Linked DNA regions of Bos taurus: region 2 is linked to region 1. Evidence: chromatin contacts called from public Hi-C data. All regions are on one chromosome and are shown on one strand. Each heading gives the region's core, a stretch centred on a gene start, on an enhancer-like site or on the middle of the called end of the contact. The rest is flanking DNA. Distances are from core to core; before and after follow the strand shown.

Evidence for each region. Hi-C and Micro-C count contacts between places; a contact is called where the count stands out from the background.
Region 2: a Hi-C map of skeletal muscle shows a contact between it and region 1, with 4 times the contacts expected there. The contact joins the promoter of FOXO3 here to the enhancer-like site in region 1. A contact is called at or near these places in 3 of 11 Hi-C or Micro-C datasets (liver, skeletal muscle and skin fibroblasts).

The regions. Positions count from the first base shown.
Region 1 is chr9:41,278,451-41,285,534 of ARS-UCD2.0, forward strand. It overlaps ARMC2 (armadillo repeat containing 2), which reads right to left. Exons shown (of 18, transcript NM_001075801.2): 6 at 1,884-1,960. Among named protein-coding and RNA genes, the nearest start is that of ARMC2, 34 kb to the right of the region's middle. Within about 2 kb of position 2,446, at least 25 of the 102 cell types and tissues checked have an H3K27ac peak or open chromatin away from gene starts, as enhancers often do. A contact at or near this core is called in skeletal muscle, where this site is marked.
Region 2 is chr9:41,616,852-41,623,935 of ARS-UCD2.0, forward strand. It overlaps FOXO3 (forkhead box O3), which reads right to left and starts at 3,281. Exons shown (of 2, transcript NM_001206083.1): 1 at 2,664-3,281. The coding sequence starts at 3,281.

The sequences.
Region 1 (7,084 bases), core at 1,196-3,695:
CCCAGGTGTCGGACACACTCAAAGTCCAAAGTATGAGAAATAAAATCAACATACATCAAGGCAAGGGGAAAGCCCAGAGATAAGAAGCCAGACAAATAATATAATAGACAATTATCCATGACAAACTTAAACTTCTTAGAAATACAGACTTCAGTGAGTCCAAATTTCACTGATTTCAGTTGAAATCAGGTTTGTTTGTTTTTTACCTTCTATGCAGTATGCTCTCTTAAGCAGAACCACTCTGTGAGAAACCACAATTATCAAACCGTTTGTCAGGACAAACAAAATTGATAACGTGTTCACCCCAGGAAGAGCTGAATTACAGGGGTGAGCCAGAAATCACAGAGCAGTTTGTTTAACCTTTGGAAAGGAAAGGCCCTCACAGGCCCTTCCGAGCGCTTCCAAGACTTGTTTCTTCTCAGAACAGAAGTTAGCCAGACACTGTGGCGTAAGAGTTTGCTTTCAACCCTCTCCCAGGAACCCCCCTGTGAGCTGGGGTGTCCAGCCATGGCCTTTCCCCTCACGCACCTCCTCCAACTCTGCGCTCTCAAGAAATCTCATTTTATACACTAACCCAGCTCCTACCCTAGAAACGGAAGCCTGGAGTCATGTGATCACTTTTTAAGATCACCAGATGATAAATAAATACAATTTGTCTCAGTCTTGGGCAACAACCTAACATTCTAGAGAGCACTTTCATCTAGGTTCACAGTTTGCTAAATATAAAAATTATGATTCAACAGGAAATTGGGTAAGTCAAGCAGAAATTTCAGCATGTTTTTTTGAAGATTTTGCTGTCTCAGTGGTTATAGTTCTTCACCACAGCTTTGAGTTCGGGACACAAAAACTTAACACAATGTTTATTGGCTGCTGTTTTTAGCATGCACATGTAAGATGCTTAGCAACAATGCTGACTGGGAAATCAGTCTAAGATTTTCTTGACTACTACAGAAATTCCTGCTGGTCACAAAAGTCATTTTATTGATAAGAAATTAGTTTGGAAGATAAGAAAATATTTTTTGAATTATTAGCTTGGTTTCATAAAAGTTCATGTGCACCAAAAAATTATACGAAGAAGGTAATGAACACCTGTGTGTCCACAAATAGTCTGGTCAAATATTAACTGTATTTTCCTTCTCTTCATTTCAAAGAAATAAACATTACAGATATTGTTAATGCCCTCTGTGTGCCTCCCCCAACCATCCCCCTCCCCAAGGGTTACCACCACGCTAAACTGAATGGTTATTTTTATCACATTTAGCACATAGATCTGTATCCATAACAACACATGCCTTTGTTTTTGCAGCTTAATTTTTTCATGTGATGTTATGTTTATATTCATTTCATTCAGTATTATAAATGTACTCCAGGTCATTTTTCTAAGTGCTATATCCCACTGCGTGAATATATTCTGTAGCATTTCTAGCCTGTGATTTATATTGTTACGTATTTCCTCAAACAGTTTAAAGCCTCAAAGGGCTGGTTTGATGTAGCTAATACAGTGTCATTTAAGTAAGCCATGATTTTGACTCCTTTTCAATCAACTTAAGAACTGTGTAAATGTCACATTTTGCAACCTTCCAAATGCTTCTACAAAATAATTTCCGTGCAGTCGTCTGTGAGGAAGTATAAAATCATTTATGTGTAGACTACAACCTATAGATGCTTGAGGCACTGGAGTCGAGTAAGGGTAAAGTGCTAAGACTGTTGTGAAAATAATAAAAATTTATAAAAATAAATGCTGATGTGAGACCAAGCTGGATAAAGTTCCTGGAAATTTCAGAGTGAGGCAACATCAGACATCTTTAAAACAAAAGATTATTCTACAGATGGAGATGCTGAGGACAAGATGCTGGGGACCTCTAGGAACGCAGGAGCCTCACCTGCTCTGATGTCCAGCCTGCTCTGGTCTGGGCTGCGGGAGCTTGAGGAGGCCCTCGGACGCCTCTTCCCCTGGTCTCTGTGAGGAAGATGAATACACACAGCACTCAGCACAAAAGCCAAAGCGGTTCTCTTTCTGTGTCAAGAGTAGGCTAAATACAATTTCTGAAGAAACCACAGAGACTTGCTTATGAAATGGAGTTTGGTGCTCTTACTACCTCATTTTAATCAACCTCTGATTTTTCAGCTGAGATTTACCTTTTAAAGACAAGTCAGGATGGGGAACACATGTATACCTGTGGTGGATTCATTTTGATATTTGGCAAAACTAATACAATTATGTAAAGTTTAAAAATAAAATAAAATTTAAAAAAATAAAAATTAAAGACAAGTCAGATTTGCCTTACAATACGAAATACAGTTACTTAGAAACAACAACAAAATAAATCCTAAGTTTACTTTGCAAACCAAAAAAACTGATGAAGGATCTATACCACAAGAGGTCACTGTTACAATAAGAAAGAACTCTGCTGTGCTTGAATCACAAAAGCCGAGCGTTCAGGAGACCTCTTTCTCTTACACTCTGGTCTCTCACACTCCGGTCAGGAGACCTCTTTCTCTCACACTCTGGTGCACATGTGCTGCAGGCAAGAAAACTGTTCCCAGTTAGATCAGATGTGTCCAGGAATCACACAGGGGGGTCAGATCTGGAACCCAGGTTTCATAATGTCCAATTCACTGCTCTTTCCACCAAATTGCCATGTCTCCAATCTCTATTTGACAATTAATAGTCTATGAAAAAAATTTTAAAGAAATATTTGAAATGTTAAAAAATAGAAAGTAAATTCAGGCAGTCCCCAGATGACAAGTATTTTGTGCTTCAGATGAAAATTTGGTGGCTGGCCAACAGCAGAATTATATGCTTAGGTTTCGTTTGGAAGGTTATATATAATGTGGAAATGGTCTAGGAAGGACATAACTTCTCTTTAGCTAGAGCTGATGCTTAAACTAGTTATTTTTAACTATCTGTACAAAATTCCAAGGTAAAAAAACACAAAACACCAAGAGATTGATGGTGCAAGTTTTATGACAAAATTTCATTTTTATCATCAAATATAATATTTGCCACAAAAATCATGAAGAATGCACACACACGTGGCCATGGTCAGCCAAAAGCATCCGAATGTCTGTCTGTCCACTGCTCCTGCTTCCGCTGGAGTAAGATTCCCAGTGAATGTTCAGTGCTGTGTCTTGGCCCTCGGCCTTGACTGCTGCCCAAGGATTAGTTTCTCCCAATATCATTTTTTCCGTAAACATTTCCTTTTTTAAAAAACACTGGATTTAACATTTCCTCTTATCGTGCAATAGAGAAAAGATCAAGTTACTCTTCCCAAAAAGTCTGATTATTTAATACTCCAAAACAATTGCTTTATTTTATACACAGCAACAAAACAACAGATCTGGCAGCAAGAAGTCCTGGTCAGAGAAAGAAATGGGGATGGAATCCTTTTCGTCAACACTCAAGAGTAGAGATCCAAATGGAGATCTCGATGAAGACAGAAATAAAGGAAATCAATCCTATGAAAAGGCAAAATACCAAAAGTTTGGCAGGGTGTAAGGCCAAATACATTCCCAGACTCAGCACTCCTAGAAATGATAAGAAAATCTGAGGACCATAGAGGCAAGCCTTTCTTTTCATCGTTGTCCTAACAGCTACTGAAATCAAGCAGGATAGTTTGCACCTAACGGCCTTCCAAGTCCCTGATCCCTCCTCCCTGAGGACATGGCCATGACAAGGCTGCCCCCCTAAATACCACATTTGTGTGTCCCCACTTGGGGGGGATGTTTAAGAAGGGTCCTTCTTATCAACCATCAAACCTTGACAGTGTTGGATCCTACTGGTTCTCAAGAAGAGCTCAGGGTTGAACGTGAAATTGTTGGTCACTCAGTCCTGTCTGACTCTTTGCAACCCTATGGACTGTAGCCCACCAGGCTCCTCTATCCATGGGATTCTCCGGGCAAGAATACTGGCATGAGTAGCCATTCCCTCCTCCAGGAGATCTTCCCAACCCAGGGATCGAACCTGGGTCTCCTGCACTGCAGGTAGAGCACAGGGCTGGCCTTGGCATCCACTAATCCTCTATGTGATCTTCACGGTACAGTGCTTGAGGGGGTGCAGGCTCTGGGTCCAAACTACCTGGGATCAAAGGGGTCCAACCCTTGTCTGCCACGTGGCCTGTGTAAGTCAGTGAACCTCTTGGCCTTGGTTTCCTTTTCCTAAAATGAGGGCTATGTTTCTACTTAGCACACTGACTGCTGTGTTTGAAGAACTTAATAAATTGTCAGTATTCTTTTGCTCTTTTGTTCTGAGTCAACAAACACTTGTCTGAGCAATCCAGTGGTGGGTGTTACTGTGATAAAGAACATGTAAGGTGTTGCCCAGAAGACAATCAAAACCTGCTTCAAGGAACCAAAGAAGCTTTTATTTAAATGGAAAACTCTGATGGAGTCTCTAACCAAATACTAGAACGAGAAATTCAGCAGGTTATAAGGACAAGAAAAGTGCTGAGGATGGAGTGATTACTGAGAGGGAGACGTGGACCACCGGGTGGGACTTAAAGGAACAAGAGTCAAACCAACACACGACAACACTGCTCTCAGGAGGGGAACAGCATGAGCGAAGGTGAGGAGGAGTGGGAGAAGCCTAGTGGGTAGGGCGTGTGGGGGCAGTGACTGTATAGGGCCAGTAATTTAGGAATAAGTTTCTGCTGGGAGGTATTGGGAACAGCCGCTTGAAACCTTGGGTTGAATAAACAGACCCAATTTGATGGTCAATAAGGATCTGCCCTAGGTTCTTAAATAAGGAAATGATGAGATCTGAAGTTATGTGATGACGGTGGTATTTAGGAGACTTGGAGGGAGGTAACAAGCACTAATTCTTTAAGGGTGATGGTGGGACTGGAGAAGGAGGAACAAATTCAAGAGACTCTATAAGTGAAAAGTCAGTAGGATTTGGTGGTTGATTCCAGGCTGAAGAAAGACGAGAAGGCAGATGCGGAGGAACAGGACAGCAGGGCCGCTGTAACAGAAGTGGGGAGGTGAAAGAGCAGCACAGTTTGAGGAGTAAAGCAAGTTTGTGTTTTGCCAGGTTGAGTTTCTGATGATAAGTGGATCATTGGCAAAGGAGATGTGAAAATCGGGAAAGGAGCTCCGTTAAAGGTCCAAGCAATACACCAGGATGAGAAGCATCAGAACAGTGGCCCCAAGACCAGAATCTCAGGACATGGCCTTGTCTCAGACAGTCAGGGGTAAAGAACAGAAAGGGGAGAAGGGGTCCAAAGGAAAGAGAGAGAGACAACATATGCTCTCATGCAGTCCAGCATGTTGAGAAAGTGAGCATGATTAACAAGTCCAAGAAGATGAGGCTGGAGGAACAACTTTCCAGTCTGGCGAGGGTGGCTCTAATAGGGTTTCTGTGGCACAGTACAGCCTGTGTCTCACAGAGCGCATGAAGCAGAGAGGGAGGCATCCAGGAAAATTCCCCCTCTGCTAAAGAGAAGACTAGATGGCCTTGTACTCAAAGAAGAACCGTCTCACTCTAACTTCTACCCACTGATCCTGGTTCTTCTAATGAAACAAATCTTCATCCTTCTTCCTCTTGACAATCCTTCAGATACTCAGAATATGTCATGGTCACCACTTCAGTTCATCTCCTATGGCATTAATCCTATGGTTCTGCGACTTCTTCAGGTAAGTTTTTAACCGAAGTTTTGGTTTCCCTATCTGATATATGTGAAAGTGAAAAGTCAAAGCGTTAGTCTCTCAGTCATGTCCAACTCTTTGTGACCCCATGGACTATAGCCCGTCAGGTTCCTCTATCCATGGAATTCTCCAGGCAAGAATACTGGAGTGGGTTGCCATTTTCTTCCCCAGGGGGGGTCTTCCTAACTCAGGGATTGAACCCAGGTCTCCTGCATTGCAGGCAGATTCTTTACCGTCGGAGCCACCGTATGAGGGGGTGGTAAATGACAGTGCCCCTCAAAGTAAGATCGTTGTGAGGATTAAACGATGTGATGTGGAATCACTTAGCACAGCTCTGGCACACAACAAGTACTCAGTAAGCTTTTACTGTTATCATGGCTGTATCAGTGATGTCATTAACAGACTCCAGTCCTTTCATCTGCTCCTCATATGATATGGTTTCAAATCACTTTACCAGCCTGTTCAGTTACTCTGAGTGTCAGTTTGTCTGGATTCCTTTTAAAGTCTGCAACCCAGTGTTGAGCAAAAGGTGTGGCCTGAGGAGCAAAGAGAAGAGGTTCTAAATGATGCAGCCTAAAATCGCATGAACAGTTTTGGTGGTGACATCACGTCTTGTCTTGTCTTCCATATGCAGCTAAAGGCAGATTTCCCCATCTACACTGGACTCCTCATTAAGTTTCACAGTTATACTTGGCAAAGAGTTCCTGCCTATTAGATGTTTCTAGATCTTGATTCAGTCATCCAGTATAATTGTTCTTCTTCTCAGCTTTCTGTTTCATGCTGTTAAAGACCATAATTAGATTTTTTGGAATATCTTCTGATGTACCAAGAATAAAACAATTCCAGAAAATATTCTTTAAAGCTCTTTTGTGAAATCCTTCTTAAAGCCAGAATAAGACCATTTCACTGGGATATCTTCGTCTACAAATAACAGAAACCTACTTCTGACTTAAATAGTACATGGAATTAATTGGCTCATGTAACCCAAAAGGTGAGTGCCAGGGGTAGGCTTCAGGTTTCAGGTGTGGTGTGATCAGGGCTTTGGCTCTCTCTTTCTGCAGTTCTCTCAGCTCTGCCCTTCCTCTGCTTTTGCCTGTAATCAGGTTGGAGTCCTGAGGAAAGCAGAGTGGGAAAGGCATTCCCAGGACCCTCCTCTGCTGCCCATGTTTCAGAGCAAAAACAAGGTTCTCTCTTCCCAGTCATTAACAAGTCCCACCTTTCATTCTGAACCACCAGAACCAAGCTCTGTAGACAACGTAACACCACATCCGGCCTGGGTTACGACTGCCCATCCACACGACCGTCATGTTGGCAGCGTCTACTTCTGGATCATTTATATTCCAAAGAAAGAAAAGTATATTTCTTTGAAGGTCTTCTAAAATTCACATCTTGCTATAATTCAGATAATTCTTCCCATCACTATGACCAAGGTTCTTTAGGC
Region 2 (7,084 bases), core at 2,031-4,530, 340 kb after region 1:
ATGTTGCATACTGCGCCTATGTGCACACATGACTGGGAGAGGTGAACCTGAATTCTAGACATTTTTAGAAGTTGAAAACCTGAATGTAAAACTCAGAATGAGAGTAGTGTGGTTTAAAAGCACACACCTGCTTCCAAATGACTAATCATGATAGGAATCAATTCCTGAAACTTGGATGCATGGAAATAGGTCACAATTAGCTCCTGACCTCTCCCTTTTCCCTCTTCTTCCACCTCCACTAAACCACAAGCACAGAAAAAAGCTTGGCTATTACTCATAATTGGAATGTGAAACCAGCAGCCCCAGTTTCAGAGGGCCTTCTCCATCATCAAAGATCTGGAAGTTCTTGCATGGCTGCATCTTTTGGTAAAGATCATCTTGCAAAAACTCTAAATTAGATCTCTATAGTCTTCAAGGATTAGTTATCATGTGATAATCAGAAATGGACCTGCTGTAAAATTTTAAAGATAAAATATTCATAAAATATTCGCCCTGTATTAAACATATGACTGCTGGACAGTTTCAATTTACAATGCTTCATAAGATTTTAGTTAAAAATGAGATAGCAGAGAAGAAAAAACAAACCATGAGACCAAAAAGAGTTAAGATATAAAACCACGAAGTTTAAGACTAGGCCCCAAATCTCTATTGCAGATCCTGTAAGCTACATGAAAATATAATTAATTCAGTATCAATTCATGGCTATTTTTGGTAGCCACACTTTCCCACATAAGTCTTTAAAAAAAAGTTTCAAATGCCATAAACTGGTATTATCTTTAACCATAAACACGATGCAAGAAATATTATTTGTGATGTTAAAATTACTTTCATAATCCTAAAAATCATAAAAAAGGTGAAAACCCTTGCTATGTTAACTTTCTAACTAACTTAAAGCTAACTTTTAACTAACAGATTCTCTGCACCAAATCCAAAATATGTAGGACTAAATTTCAAGTGTGAAAAATTTAGAAAAGACTCCACACCCCACCCAATCCATCTTCTTAGATCCCACAAATTCATCCCTTCCTATAACTATATACTGAGATTAACCCTTGCTATCCACTTGAAAACTCAATTTTTAAAAGTATCACATCAGCACTGCTTTGAAACAGAATTCTCATCCTTTTCATAAATATCCTATTATTACACAACTGGCATTCTTTTGCAAAGCAATACAATTGAATCGAACCTAAGATTCATAACAACAGCGTTTGTTCAAAGATGAGACAGATTTGTGGAACAATATCAAAGCACTTGTTTTGCTTTTAAAGTATCGAACCCCTTCCCTATACTAGCCATAAAAAAATTTTAAAGCATATTTCAAGATTTTTTTAAACCAAATTAAGTCAATAACACTAAATTCTTTAGTTTTTTCATGTACTAGCTCCTCTCCAGTGCTTCAGTTCTCCACCTAAGGCCAAACTGTTCTTATTCTATACACCCACTGGAACCTAGCAAGTACAGGGCTCCCCAAAGACAACAAAGGAAGGGACAGAAGGAGGAAGCAACCACCTTTTTAATTAAAAAAAAAAAAAATCCAACTTGTTACTAGAAGCAACTGACAGAAAGATATGTATCTACAGCTGCACAGGGCTCCCTTTAGCCTGGTATGCATTCCTATCTTAGGAGATGGGGCCAGGAGGATGAGGTGCAAGAGCAAAGCCGCTGGGTATCAGCGGCCCAGCGGGGGCACAGGAGTTAATCTCCTTGGATGCCCAACTGCAGGAAGTCATTACATCATATGCCTTTCCACACCTCTCTCCCTACCACGTGTCCAGTGCCCCAAGAGGCTGAAAACGAACAGTAGAGAGCCTCTCTTCAGGTTCACTCATAGGTAGAAGCCATTACGGTCCAGCCCTGCCAGCAAACCTCCCTCCCCAAGGCCCAGGTGAAGCGCCAGGCGCCATCCTGCACACCTGGAGCCCCTGCCTCAAACAGCGCCAGAATCCGGACCTCAGCGCGGAAGCAGCAGGTGCAGCGAGTCCCCGCTGAGGCAGAAGGGCTGGCCCGTGCCAGGCCCAAAGCATCTCAGAAGCTACCTGCTGTAGAGACATCTCTGAAGAACAGAGATGTGGACACAGGCAAGAAAAGGAAACCGGCCAGGGAAAGGTTTACAACCACCGCTTTTTGTAATGGGATTGATGTGCCTGTGGGAGTGAACACCCACAAGCCCAAAAACTTGGACACAGGGCTCTCATCCAGGTAGTCAAAACACACCAGGCTCCCGCGACCGACGGAAAACCACAAACCCATCCCTCCCAAACCCGTTCCCTCACTCCCCCCGCAGTGGCCTCGCCGCACGATGGGGGACTTGTACTCCAAAGTTGGCCGCAGACCTACCTTCTCTGCGATGACCCAGGAATCCGGCAAATTCACTCCGGTCCGTCTGTCCTTCCCTCGCCGGTGTCCCTCAACCCCTCGCCTCACCTGGCCATGCCTGAGGTTTCCCCAGGAGCCTTCTCTCCCCATCCAGCCACCTTCGCGGCCGTCCCCGGTTGCCCCTCCTCCGGGATCACACAGAACCCCCAAAACCTCACAACGGAGGCTCTCCCTGCCAACCCCTCTCCCCCGCGCCACAGGAGCGCTCCGTCGAATCGAAGACGCGCCTCGCACTGCGCAGGAGGCCCGGCGGGTCCGGCCGCCCGCCCCAGGTGGGTACGCACCTTCCAGCCGGCAGAGCTGTTGCTGTCGCCCTTATCCTTGAAGTAGGGCACGCAGCGCACCATCCACTCATAGATCTGGGACAGAGTGAGCCGTTTGTCTGGAGAGCTCTCGATCGCGCGAGTGATCAGATCGGCGTAGGACAGGTTCCCCCAGGCGTTCCTCCGCGACGAGCATTTCCTCGGCTGCCCAGAGCCCCCAGCCGTCCCCGGCTGCGGCGGTGGCAGTGGCTGCTGAGGCTGCAGCGGTGTCTGCGTCCCCCCGCTCAGCGCGCCCGCCGCGGGGGCTGGCCCGGACCCGGGGTCCTGCCCTCCAGGAGCCAGCAGCCGGGCCGAGTCCTCCAGGAGCAACCCAGAGCCCAGCGGGCCGCCCCCGCCGCCGCCGATCGCCATGGCCGAGCCGGCCCTACCGCCACCGTCCTCGTCGTCTTCATCGTCCTCCTCCTCGGGGATCATGGAGTCAGCAGCCGCCTCCCCAGAGGGCTTGGCCGGGCTCCCCTGGAGCTCCGGCCTCTGCAGGGGCCACGTACAGGAGCGCGGCCGGCTCTGGGGCTCGAACTCCGGGTCTAGCTCCACTTCGAGCGGAGAGATCGGGGCCGGGGAGGCCGGCGCCTCTGCCATCTTCGCCGCCCGCCCGCGGCTCGGGCTCTCGCGCTCTCCTCTCGCGCCGGGGCGGGGTGCGGCGGGGGAGGGACGGGGGCGCCGAGAAGGCTCGGGCTCCCAGGCGGCGCCGCCGCCGCCGCCGCTACTGCCGCCGCCTGGGGAAGCACGAGAGGAGAGAGAAGGAGAGTTGGTTATCCCGGGCTGGAACCCAGTCTTCGGCGAGTCCTCGCCCGCCGTCGCCGCTGCCACCGCTTCGCGACCGCACCGCGCCCGCCTCCCAGGAGCAGGCAGACCTGGAGACGTGCGTCCCGCGAACCTGGCGCAGCAGACGCCGCCCCCCGACCAGGCCGCTGGGGAGACGGGAGCGAATCGACGGGCTCGCACGGGGCACCCCCTCCCCCGCCGCCGCCGGAGCTGCAGGTCTCTCCTGGGCTAGGTGGCTGGGCGGGGAAGAAGGGGGAGGGGCGGGGCGGGGGAGGGGCGCGGGCCGCGCCTTTAAAGCGGGCAGCAGCCGGCGCTGGCGCAGCCCAGTGGCGGTCCGAGCCGGAGTCCAGGCGGGTGGGCGTGCGTTTGTTTATGTTTCGCTCGGGCCCGCTCAAGTGCTTCCCGCGACGCCGCCGCCAAAGTCTGTGGCGTCTTCGGCTCGTCTTCCAGTGCCCGGCCCTGCTGCCTCCGCGCCCCCCTGCCACCCCCTCCCAGCGGAGGTCTCGAGCCCGGGGACAGCGCGGGAAGCTCCCTATTTCCCTCTCCGCCCGCGGGCTGAGAGGGCAAGCGTGGGTCCGAGCGCAAACGGGCCCTTGTCACTTCCAGAAAAAAGGGAAGCCGGGAAGAAGGAGGGCAAGCAGCTCGGTGGATATTTGCAAAGGGTCGAGCCGAGCGGCAACGGCCACTTTCGGGGTTTGTGAGGCTTATTCTCCCACGGGCGTTGTGCCCTACACCCCCTTCCCAGTGAAGAACGGGAGAAGGGAGGCAAGTCGGAACGTAAATCTTCCAACAGGTCAGGAAGCACCAAGTCTCCCGGGCCGCCAGAAAGCCCAGACCAGCACGTTCTTCACCTCCTTGCTCCCGCTGCTGCCATCTTGACAGTTTCCCCCCTTCACTCAAGTCCTTTAAAAACACTAGCGGGAGAGAAGAGGGGCGCGCACACCGAGTCACGGGGAGGGAAAAGGGAAGCGCCTGGCCCAGCTCAGAAGCAGATCCGGAGTCGCCGGGAAGGCGGTCGACCCGCTCACAGCTCCGGCGCCTACCTCGGTTCCTTCCCCTCAGGGACGAGGGGGGAGGACGCACAATCCCGCGCGGGCCTGGGGCACGGTGAGGAGGGGGCGCGCAACCTCGGCCGAGGAGAGGCGCTCCGGCCGCCGCTGCAGCCCGCCTGAGAAACCGCCTGTCAGCCTGCGCCCCGCCGCCTTCCACATTCCTCCTCCTCCCTTCCCCAAGCAGAGCGGTCGAGGCAGCAACACAAAGTTATAGACACACGCAGGGTGCCTCAACCTAGACTGACGGCGGGCGGGCGGGCGGGTCCCCGCCCAGGGGGAGGGCTGGGCGGCGGGCCGGGGTGTGCTCGCGTGCGTGCGTGTGTGTGTGTGTGTGTGTGTGTGTGTGCGCGCGCGCGCGCGCGCCTGCGCGACCCGGTTCCGCGGGGCTGCAGGCTTGAGTGTCAGGGCGCGCGCCGGGGCCGAGACTCGGCCGGCTCCTCCTCCCTCCTGGGAGCCTCAACGACAACAAAGCACGGCGCTGGCTCAGGAGACGAGGGAGGGGGGCCATCAGAGCTCCAAACGCTCAACGAGCGCAGTCGCGTGGCCTCCCAGACTCCAAGCAGGACGCCTGGCACCCTCCCCAGCGACGAAGGGTCCCCGTCGCTCCGCCAGGCTCTGGGCCCGCCCTGGTGTCCGGTTCCCCATTAGAACCCGACACCAGGTAACACCCGAGATAAGATGCTGACCGCAGGCGGCAAGGGTTACCTCAGCGTGAAAATACTGGCAAGCTAAGATGTTGGTGTCCTCAGGACTTCGATAAGCTGATGCTCTCAGATTTGATCAGGCACCAGGAGGTTTGCAACTGAGTCTCTCACGTAGGACACTTGACTGCAGTCGTGTTTCATTTTGCATGAATTTCATGGCCAGCGAGGGGAGAAGTGTAACTAACTCGGAAGAAAAGCAAATTATTCCATGTTCCTAAATGCAAGAACAAATTCTGAACAACTGTGAAGAGGAAATAATGAGTCTAATTTTTAAATGACGGCAAAGCAGCTAATTGTGCTTTTTTAAACTTTTAAAAAATACACTCCTTCGGGTTTAGAAAAAGATCTTCACATGTCCTTATCCTACGACAGTACCCAAGTCGTTCATTTGTGCGCTAAGAATGCACTACATGCAACACACCCCGAGAGTCTACCAATTTTGATTTATAAATATCCCGCCCCATCCTTCCAAGCCACTATAAGTATCTTAAGCGGTCCAGAGCGGTCTCGGCAACAACCCCATACACAAAAAGGTCCAACTCAGCGTAGGCAGGAATGCGCCCATCCACCCGACTCCATGCTCCGGGCTTTGCGCAGGACCCGTCACTCAAGTGACGCGCGGCCCCGCCCCTGCACCAAGCTAGTTCGACGCGTACAAACAGATGATGTCATTGTATCCACAAGCGCGTGACCCGGGATCTCTGCGCCGCATTGCCATTCGCTGCGCCGCTCAATCGTCAAGCCATGCCGCGCTCTGACTGGCCGCGGCCACCTGTCTCCAGGCCCCAGACACCCCTCTCCGCCCCCGGCCTCCGCCCCCCCTTCAAATAATAAACAATCGAGTAAAATTCGATGGAAGGGAGGAGAGGACAGAGAGACGGCGAACCCAGAAGCCAATCCTTCGCGTGCTGACGGAAGGGAGAGTTAAAAGGAGGAGGGTTTGAAAGGACCGGGTTGTGGGGGGAAGGAGCAGACCTGAGGCGATGTGTCCCGCCTCGTTGAGGTGGCATCAGGGGAGGAAAGTTGGAGAGCACTCTGCGGGGCACGCCTGGTAACGCAGGGGGGCTCTAGGGCCCCGGAGCGGCCGGGCTCGGGACTCTGGGGTGGTGCGCTGCCAGCCGAAGGGGCGGAGATTGGGCCTCGCTAGCGCTGCGCAGGCGGAGCTGGCAGACACGTGCGGGAGGAGGGCGGACGCGCGCCGCACGGGCTCGCCCTGGGCACGCGGCTCCGGGAGACGCGCGCGCTTGTTTACCAGCGCACGTGGGTGTTATTTTTAAATGGAATGTTGTGCTGGCAGCTCGGTTGAGTGGCTGGCGCGTGGGGCTGCCCGCGCCTGCTGGGGGACGCGGCGGGGCCGCGCCGCGGCCTTTCTGAGCGTAGCTCACGGGACAGCAAGGCTGTCCCCGCTACCTGCTTCCTTTGCAGACGGCCGCTTGGGCCTGATTGCGAGTTTCGCGCGCTGTTTCGTGAGAGTTTCAAGCCTCTACGGAGACAACGTGTTCTCGCTGCAGAATACTGCCTTTTGTAAACCCGGGCTCGGCTCCCTCATTCACATTCCGGAGCAAAGCCACCTGTTTCTTTTCATCTTGGAGGCCGAGCCCGGCTAGGCTCCGTGGCTATCGGCTCCGGAGCAGATTTCAACACACTTAACTGGCACTAAACACCCTGTCTGTGCCTTGCTCCCTTGCTTCGAATGTCCCCAGTCTATCTGTACCCGTCTCTTGGGTGAACATCTCTGCCCGCGAGCAGCTGCGCTTCGTGTGCGGAGGTGGAAGTCTGGAGTAGAGCGGTTTCTGCTTCCTGGGCTTGTTCCTCTGAGTGCGGCTCCTCTCCTCTCATCGTGGGCCTGCCCTGCTGAGAA